Linked DNA regions of Neogale vison: region 1 is linked to region 2. Evidence: chromatin contacts called from public Hi-C data. All regions are on one chromosome and are shown on one strand. Each heading gives the region's core, a stretch centred on a gene start, on an enhancer-like site or on the middle of the called end of the contact. The rest is flanking DNA. Distances are from core to core; before and after follow the strand shown. Region 1 holds the start of NEXN (nexilin). Region 2 overlaps MIGA1 (mitoguardin 1).

Region 1 (4,821 bases), core at 1,975-4,474, 49 kb after region 2:
GGTGTGGGAGGAGGTTACACAAGGGTGTAGATATTAAATGGTGGGATCGTTTGGGGTCATTTAGTGGCTCGATGCCACTGCAAGGAATGACAGTACACTCTGTAGTTAAGGTAGACCTTTTTCGTTGGGCAGCCTTGATGTAGGATCGAGACCTTTGCTTGGAATATGGATCCAGTTGGTATTTGGAGATGTCTTCGTTGTAGAAACGACACCACTAAATCATCATCTGGGATTTCCAGTTTCCCTTACTTACAAAGGAGAAAAAATTTACATGAAAAGCAATGGATGCCGAGCCCCCTTAGTTTTTATAATTTTGTACCCAAGTTTATACATTTGTCTTCCCCACATCTAGCTTGATGATAATTTTTATATTGTTTACCTTTATCAAGTCTTCAAAACTTTCATCCTAGCTTTTATAAAACCATAACTCTTTCTGCCTTTATCGCTCTTCCTTTTGTAATGTTGATGTCATTTCAAGAGCATGCAACTGATCCGATCAAGTTGAAGAACAAACCCAAGTGACTCAGGGTAGGTATATGAGGAATGTTCATACACACTGGCGAATCTTGGATTTCCGATAGCCTTAAACTTAGCATGTCCCAAACTGAGCTCCTGACTATAGCTGCTCCACCTCCTCTGGCCAGTCTTTCTCATTCCAGGAAATGACAACTCCATTCTTCTACTCCTCGGGCCAAAAGCTTGGTCGTCACATCACATGTTCAATCTGTTGCCAAAATCTCCCAGTTCTACTTCTTAAAATGGACCAAGAAAAAGAAAGTGCCAAACACGTATCCTCGCAGGCATCACTGTGGTCCAAACTCCCATCACCTTCCAGCCCAGTTATTTTGGAAGCCTCCCAGATGGTCTCCCCGCTTTATTTAGTGTATTTGCAACACATCAACCAGAGTGAAATGTGTTAAAAATATGTCTGATCATGTCACTACTTTGTTCAAAATCACCATGGCCACCCACCTTAAAGGCCAAAGTCCTTCCAACGTTGGGCAAAAGGGTTCTCTACCAGCTGTCTCCTGCCCCACTCCGCGTCCTCTTTCCCCCTTGGCCTGCCCAGCTTCACCTGCACAAGCCTCCTTCCTCTTTCTAGAACATGTCAGGATCCTCCTTGGGGTTTCTATATCTCCTCCTGGACCCTTCTCCCCCAGTATTTCCAGATATTTACATAATTCATGTTCTCATGCATCTCCAGAGATTTACCTAGCTTACCGTCTCACTTTCCTCAGGACTGATTTATATGAGGCTGTCCCCAACCATGCCATCTACAAGAACAGTATCTCCCTGCCCCATTCCCAGCATTCCCTGCTTTCACTGCTCTGGATCTATCCTTCGAGCATATCACTAAGTACATAGTTTATTTGCTCACCGTCTGCCCTCTTCCACAAAATGTCTCGAATACAACGGCAGAGCTTTTTGTTTTGTTACTGCTGTATCCTCAGTATCTAGAACTGTGTATTTGTCCAATGAGTGAATGAATGAATGAATGAATAATGGATTGGTGAAAGAAGAATAGGCCTTGCATGCTGTGGGTAGCTATCAGTTTTGTAGGAAGACTGGATTAGTCTGTTCAATCTGGTGAATCCACTGAGTGGATGTCCCTTAAGAGAGCTACGCATTTCTTTTAAGTCATACAAATAAATGTATCCTTTGAAGTTGAAAAGTGTAGGGAGGAAAGGGGTAGAATGAGAGTTTATAATAGGGGACACTGGCACAGACTGGGAGTGAAAGGGAAACTTCTGAGAAAGCAACATTCAAGTAGACAGCGAAAGCTTATACTGAAGTTAGGAAGGTAGGGAGTGGGGGAAAGAGGATTTCATGTAGAGAGAACAGCTTGTGCAAAGGCCCTGAAGCTGGCAAGTTCCATGAACTAAAGAAGGTCAAGATGATGGTATTGAAGGGAGCAAGGGGGCAGGGTGAGCTAGGTCACCCAGGTCACATGTCTGTATTAGCTTAAGTTTAAATAGCTGTTTCAATTACCAATCTGGAGCTTTTCTCTAATGGAAGAATGAGTAGCTTACACCTTTTAAAAGAATTTCCAATCCAAGTAAATAGTGAATGTGGATGGGGTGGACAAGAGAAGTTACAACTGAGAGTAGAAGGCCTTCTCAATACCCTGAGAATATAACCTGAGAGCACCACTGTCCGCCCAGAACTTGAAGTTGGAAGTGGGTGTCCCTGGTGGATTTCTGTGGATGCTAGTTCAATTAAAAAATTTTTTTTTCTTTCATCGATATTTTATTATTTATTTTCTGCCTGCAGCGAAGAATTGAAGATCTCCCCAACCAGAAAAATTCTCCCTCTGGATAAGCATTTCAGGTTTTAATATGCGTTGTCAGATGGGTTTAATTGACAAGCTTGTGGTCCAGGTTGAAAAGGCCCAAGAGTGCTAATGTCCGCAGCTGTCTTTATGTAGGTTTAGAAGGACCGGAGACGATTTGCTTTCAACTAAGGAAACGTGGGAGATTGTATAAGTATTACTTGTTTTTAGGGTTTTGGGGGGTTGGTTGGTTTGTTTGTTTAACCTCCTCTTCCCCCTCCCCCGCCACTCCCCTCTATCACCCCTCTCCTTGGAGTTCAAGAGGAGAGCCAAGAAAAGGACAGCCACAGACAGACGAAATGGTCCCGGGACTGCTGCCCTATGGCCTCAGCAATAAAAGAAAAACTGGCCAAGGTCATGCTTTGGATGAAGATAAGGTAGTAAGTGGCTCAGCGTCTTGGTTAGAAACCAGGACGGGAAGAGTCGCTGAGAGAAGTGGGCCCCAGGGCCAACCGACTGTGGGTGTTGGGGAGCCAGCTCCAGCCCATCCATGAATCCCATTCCAGTATCACTCCCTTCTCACCGGGGAGGCGGCCTTCGGTCCCCGGCCCCCGCCAAGAGGTGGAGGCAGACCCCTTGTGAAAGGCTCCACGACCCAGAGTCGGGCGACTCGCAGGTTCTGGCGGAAAGTTGGCAGCCACCACCCCCTCTCCCGCCTCCCTCCCCAACACCCCACCCCTCTCCGGGCGCTACGGCGGAGGTGGGGGTGGGGGGAACTGGCCTAGTGTTCTGGAACAGCTGCAGCCGGCGCTGGGCCCGCCTGGAATGCGGGAACAGGCTGCGCACCAGGACTTTTATGGAAACTTGCTGGTGGAGCCGGCGGCGGCGGCGGCGGCAGCCAGAGGGCTCCCAGCGGCCGGAGCGGCAGCGGCGGCGGCCGGAGCGCCCAGACCCCCGCCCACACCCAAGCGCAGGACGCGCACAGCCTCTCGGCGCGCATCGAGGACCCCAGCTCGTCGCCGGCTCCTGGCGGGTGAGAGGAGTCGGGGAACGTGGGGCGGGGGCGGAGGCGGCGGACCGGGAGGGGTCGGGGCCGCCGCCGGGGCGGGGGCCGCGGGGAGACGCGCCCCCCTCCCGGCTCCCGGCCCGGCTGCGCCGCAGCACCCGAGCGCGCGGGGCTGCGGCCAGCTGGGGCGGCGCGCCCGGCCCGGCCCGTCCTGCAGACTCCGCGGAGTGGCGGCCCGGGTCTGCGCGTCTGACAGCGCGAACCGGCCTTTGGCTCCGGCGGCCGTTCCCTCGCCCGCCGCCCCTGCTTCGGGCCCCTCGCCCCGGGTCGCCCGAGTTGCGTTCGGGCGCTTGCTCCACTCCTGCAGGGAAGAGCCCCGCGCGAGCGGCGTGGGTGCAGTCCCTTCGCTCTGCCCTTGGGGTCCAAGCGGGTATAAAGTTCAGTGTCGTCCCCCACCCACCACGTGCCCCCGGCGCGGTCTCTATCCCGCGATGCCTGCTGTTTTTAAGAGAAATCTTTTCCTGGTCTGCCCCTGCGGAGGCTGGGGAGTAAAATGTGCTTTAACAGCCTACCATTTACCCCCCTCCCTCCAAAGTACGTTTTGGAGGCGATTTTGTCCGAGGTGGGATGTTGGGGTGCGCGGCTACAGTTGGAAGTTGGAGTGCATGACGTGGTCACCTCCTGAGACCTCCCTTGTCCCTCTGCGTTTTCCAAATGCGAAGCCATTCCAACTGTTGATAAACTGTGACACGCTCTACGGTGCTAAAAATGTATTGGCATTTGTACGGAAAATAACCAAGTCCAGAGGTTAGTTGATTGTCGCAGTGCCTTCCAGGGCTTCGTTTTATATTTATTTAAGGTCCATAAGGCGAACAAAGAGAGTTGGGGGGAGGGTGCGGTGGAGAGAGAGCGAGAACAAGGTAAAAAATAGCATAAGGAGATGTCCTAACAAAATGTCTGTCCTAGGGAAAGAGGCAGGTAGAAAAATGAAGTGAACCGTAAGAAAGAAAGAGTTCCACGAGCAAAGCAATGGCAGCATCATTCATCAGCTCAATTTTGTTAATGAATTCATGTAACGGGCCCATTGGCCTGCGAGTCACAACATAGCTATGTGTTGGGCAGTACCATTAAGTAAACCTGAGTATTTATACCATCTTAGTCACACGTCATTACGTGAACCTCATTATTTACCCCCTCCAGTCCTTGTACAACTTAAATAACTGCCATCAGAAAACTCAGACGACACAGAAGTCTCTGAAATTCTTTTGACTTTGAGGTGTGCAGAAGTGGAAAAATGCATCATCAAATTGAGCGACAGTTTTCTGGGGAGATGTGTTTAATATAAATGAAATTTGATTATTTAATATAATTAGTTCAGATTTATACTTATAGGTATTAGCCCCCTATTTTTGAAACTCTTTTATATTTTGACTGAAATAATTTAAGTAAAAATGTGGGGAATTGTGTATTTTATCTGCAACAACTTCCTTAAGGAGCCCTGAACAAAACCCACAACAAAATTATTTTAAATCCAGTTTCCCTCAAT
Region 2 (4,207 bases), core at 390-2,889:
GATTTCATTGAGAAAGTGACACATTCTATAGGGAAATATTAGAGGTTTTTCCACACTAGTACTGACTGCACAAATTCTCTGGCAGAGAATAGAAAAACTTTAAAGTGGAACCTCCTGACCACCAGAGAGATGTTATTCTTCTCTTTTGATAAGCAGCCAGATAGAACATTTAGCAATATTGAAAGAGCTTGGAAACAAGAGGAAATACCTCAGCCTATGATCTTTAGTCAAATGTCAGACAACCCAGAGTTGACTCTCTAAGACTTTGTCCTGTTCCTTTCCTGCAGGATCATTGTGTTGGAGGATAAACTCCCTGAGGGTTTATTTTTAGGGGGTGACATGAATTACAGGCTTCATTTGTATACTCAGCCTTCTAAATATACAGAGTACAAATTGCAGAACATACAAAAAATTTGGATTAGTAATTTCCTCCTATGTTTTAAGGCTCATAATCTTAATTTCGAAGTGGTTAGTAATACTACAGACTGGTGTTATATATGTGAGTTAAAGTAGGTTCAGAGCTGAAGCAGTGTAGTGAAAATCACTGGGGTGCCAGAGACAAGAGAAATTCCTGCTACTTGCCTTTGCCTCTTTTTACTCAAGTTACATCTTAGCAGCTTGGATTTCTAAGTCCAGGACTTCACTAACACAAGACCTTTGGATGATTAGGAAAAGGCCTATGTAGTCACTTGGAAAGGGTTCTTTCATGATAAGAAAAAGGTTCACTTTCCTCCTAGAAGATGCAGGCCCAGAATGTGGGCTGGATTTCTGCCCTGACTTGTCTCATTGGCCAGTGGCCTTTGTGTAGTGTACAGAATGACCAGCTCTTGCTAGTGACCCTAGTAAAGTCTCTATAACTAAAGCCATAACCTTAATTACTTTTGTTCCACTTTAGGTTATCTAGTCCTTTCTTCTACTAGCTGTTATTCCGTTTTCTTTCCTTCTATTACTCATTTTGCATTGGCAGCTGTATTTCTCTGTTAGGAATGACAGTTGTTACATTGGGCAGTCATGGCATATAAGAAGTTTTGATAGAGAACGCCAAAGACAACTGTTATGGAAAACAGTAGTGTCAAGCTGTTTTGTACATTTATTATTTCACATGGTCAAAGCTATAAGTCATAACACATCAAGAGCTGATCAGTTTTTTCTTTTGTTTCAGTGGATTTCATTGTTACTCTTTTCAGTATTAAGGTACATTGAGGTAAATTTAGGAAAATATCTCCTGGCTCTTCGTTGTTTTACTTCCTAAAATTATATTGGTTTAAATTTTTTGTATTCAACTCCCCCCCCCAAAATTATCCTATAACATTTTAAAACAAATCAAAATAAAAAGCTGTTCGCAGTTTAGATGGGGCAGGTAGTTGTAGTCGTAGAAGATGGACAAAGAGCAGCAGTAGTTTTCAGATTTCTTAATTATTTTAGCAGATTACAGCAGACTGTTTGGAAAATAGCTTCTCTTGTCGGCAGCAGGAACTTTTCCACTTTTAATAAAACCATAGAAAGACAAGGTTCCAAATCATTTAAGCCACTAAAAATCATCTGGAGAATAGCTGCTGACATAGAAGTCAGATGACATTGAGACATTTGGCAGCCTTCCTCTTCTTGCTGGTGTTATAAAATCCACAGTGGACAGCCTGGATTTTAAAAGAAGAGTGGCATCTTTGGAATCTCCACTAGAATCTACTGAGGTTAAAATAGACCTGATGGCTTCTTAAGTGACAGAAAATAGAATGTGCCTGGGATGGCAAAAGTGAGACAAGCAGAAAAACCATTTGGATTGGTATAAAGAAGTAGATTTAGGCCTGAAATTGTAAATTCCAAGGTTGAAGTGTCTTCTCGCTTATTCTTTGATTTCTTTCTTTCTTTTTTTTTTTTTAACTTTCAAGCAAATTCTGCTTTGAAAAAGACTTAAGTAATATGTGAATTATGAGATTGTGAAAGAAGGAAGAAGGCTTGAATCCAGTCAGATTTTTGGCCTAAAATGTATAACTGTTGAGTTAAAAGTAAACATTATACTTTTACTATCATTCCAAAGAAGAACATAGTTTATGTCTATGCATGAATGTTTTAAATGTTCTGGGTGATTGAGATAGGTAAAGCAATGTTTTTTGTTTTTTTAAAATTTTTATTTATTTTTATTTTTTTAAAAAGATTTTTAAAAATTTCTTTATTTGACAGACCACAAATAGGCAGAGAGGCAGGCAGAGAGAGAGAGAGAGACAGAGGGAGGAGGAGGCAGGCTCCCTGCTGAGCAGAGAGCCCAATGTGGGGCTCCATCCCAGGACCCTGGGATCATGACTGAGCTGAAGGCAGAGGCTTATTAACCCACTGAGCCTAAAACTTTTAAAAAGTTTTAGGTTTGGGGTACCTGGCCAGCTCAGTTTCTAGAGCGTGCTACTCTTAATCTCAGGGTCATGAGTTCAAACCCCACGCTGGGCATAGAGTTTACTAAAGAAAAAGAGAAAAGAACCTCTCTCTCTCTCATCAAAGTGGTAACTTAAAGTATTTTTATATTTAATCCCCCAATTATGTGGAAAGTATTTTAGTTACTTCTAAGGTTAAAGATTAGGCATTATGGGGCATAGTCACATATTTTGGGTTTACAAGAAAGTATCATAAGTTTAGTTAATTTATAGCTGAGTATTAGAAAAATAAGAGTTTTAACAGGGCTCTGAAAATAAGTAAAAGTAATGTAATAGGCAAAATGATTCAGAGGAGATACAGAAGAGGCTTTTAAAAATAGGGATTTTCCTGTCTTAGGAATGGTCACTTTATATACCAAGTTTTATTTCGTTTATTTCAGCAAATATTGAAGTATCAGTAATGTGTTCAGTGCTATTTTGAGAACTGTAGGAACCATCAGGAAAAAAAGAATGAAAGAAAAAGAAAAAAGATGAGGAGGTCTCTGAATAGTTGTTTCAGTCTAGCTGGACAGACAGGCTATATATTCAGGCAATTGTTAAATAAAAATTCAGATAGTGTAGGGGTGCCTGGGTGGCTTGGTTGGGGGTCATGAGATCAAGCCCTGCATTGGGTTCTGCACTGGCTGTGAAGCCTGCTTAAGATTTTCTCTCTCCTTCTGCCCACCCTCAACACCCTTTGCCATACTCCCACACTCTCCCTCTCTCTTAAAAAAAAAAAAAAAAAATTCAGGGCGCCTGGGTGGCTCAGTGGGTTAAGCCGCTGCCTTTGGCTCAGGTCATGATCTCAGGGTCCTGGGATCGAGTCCCGCATCGGGCTCTCTGCTCAGCAGGGAGCCTGCTTCTTTCTCTCTCTCTCTCTGCCTGCCTTTCCATCTACTTGTGATTTCTCTCTGTCAAATAAATAAATAAAATCTTTAAAAAAATTCAGATAGTTATTAAATTATACATACATATCTTTTATGTAATAATATGAATAGCTAAGCTAATACTTTTTGAATGAATGCTTACTTCACATGCATTAACTCATTTAATCCTTACACAACTCTATGAGGTATACTATATTCCCATTTTCCAAGTAAGGATACTGAAAAAATGGAGAATATAAACTTAGTCAAGGTTGTTACACAGCTAAGTAGCAGAGTCCAAATTTGAATCCAAGCAGTCTGGCTCCAGAAACCATGATTTTAATACTTTTGTTGCACAGCATTATTTTTTGCACAGAAGCAAAAAAATCAGATAATTTTTTGGAGGATACCTAACAGGTGATAGTACTTGAGTTGCATATTATAAAATAACATGTGTTTCTGGTTAGCATGGAGCAAGGGAGCAGAAGGAAAAATTTATGTGTTGGAGAAGATACAGAAGGAACCAAAGTCTTGAAAAGAATGCATATGCAATAGTAATAGCTGTGAAAAATTATTTAGCACTTACTATGTACTAAGTACTATGCCTCCGTAAATCTCTTATTTAATCCTCATGACAACTATGAAATTGGTATCATTATCCCTAATGTACCTTGATAACAACTAACAAAACTGGCGATAAGAATTGGGATCCAAGTGCTACCTGATTTGAAAGCCCAAACTTTTACCCATTGCATTTTTACTAAGGCAATTGGGAGTAAATGAATAATACCATATATAACATAGTGTAAGTATAATATATGGTAATATACACAGTATATATTATAGTATAATACCCATTATACTATATGGCATATAGTGCACAATTATATAATATATAGTATGGTAGTATATAATAATAGTACAGTATATAGTATA

What was found. Hi-C and Micro-C count contacts between places; a contact is called where the count stands out from the background.
Region 1: a Hi-C map of muscle shows a contact between it and region 2, with 7 times the contacts expected there. The contact joins the promoter of NEXN here to the enhancer-like site in region 2. A contact is called at or near these places in 2 of 3 Hi-C or Micro-C datasets (fibroblasts and muscle).

What each region holds. Positions count from the first base shown.
Region 1 is chr2:65,554,680-65,559,500 of ASM_NN_V1, forward strand. It overlaps NEXN (nexilin), which reads left to right and starts at 3,225. Exons shown (of 13, transcript XM_044238525.1): 1 at 3,225-3,302.
Region 2 is chr2:65,507,227-65,511,433 of ASM_NN_V1, forward strand. All of the region lies in intron 7 of MIGA1 (mitoguardin 1), which reads left to right. Among named protein-coding and RNA genes, the nearest start is that of NEXN, 49 kb to the right of the region's middle. Within about 2 kb of position 1,640, the one cell type or tissue checked has open chromatin away from gene starts, as enhancers often do. A contact at or near this core is called in fibroblasts, where this site is marked.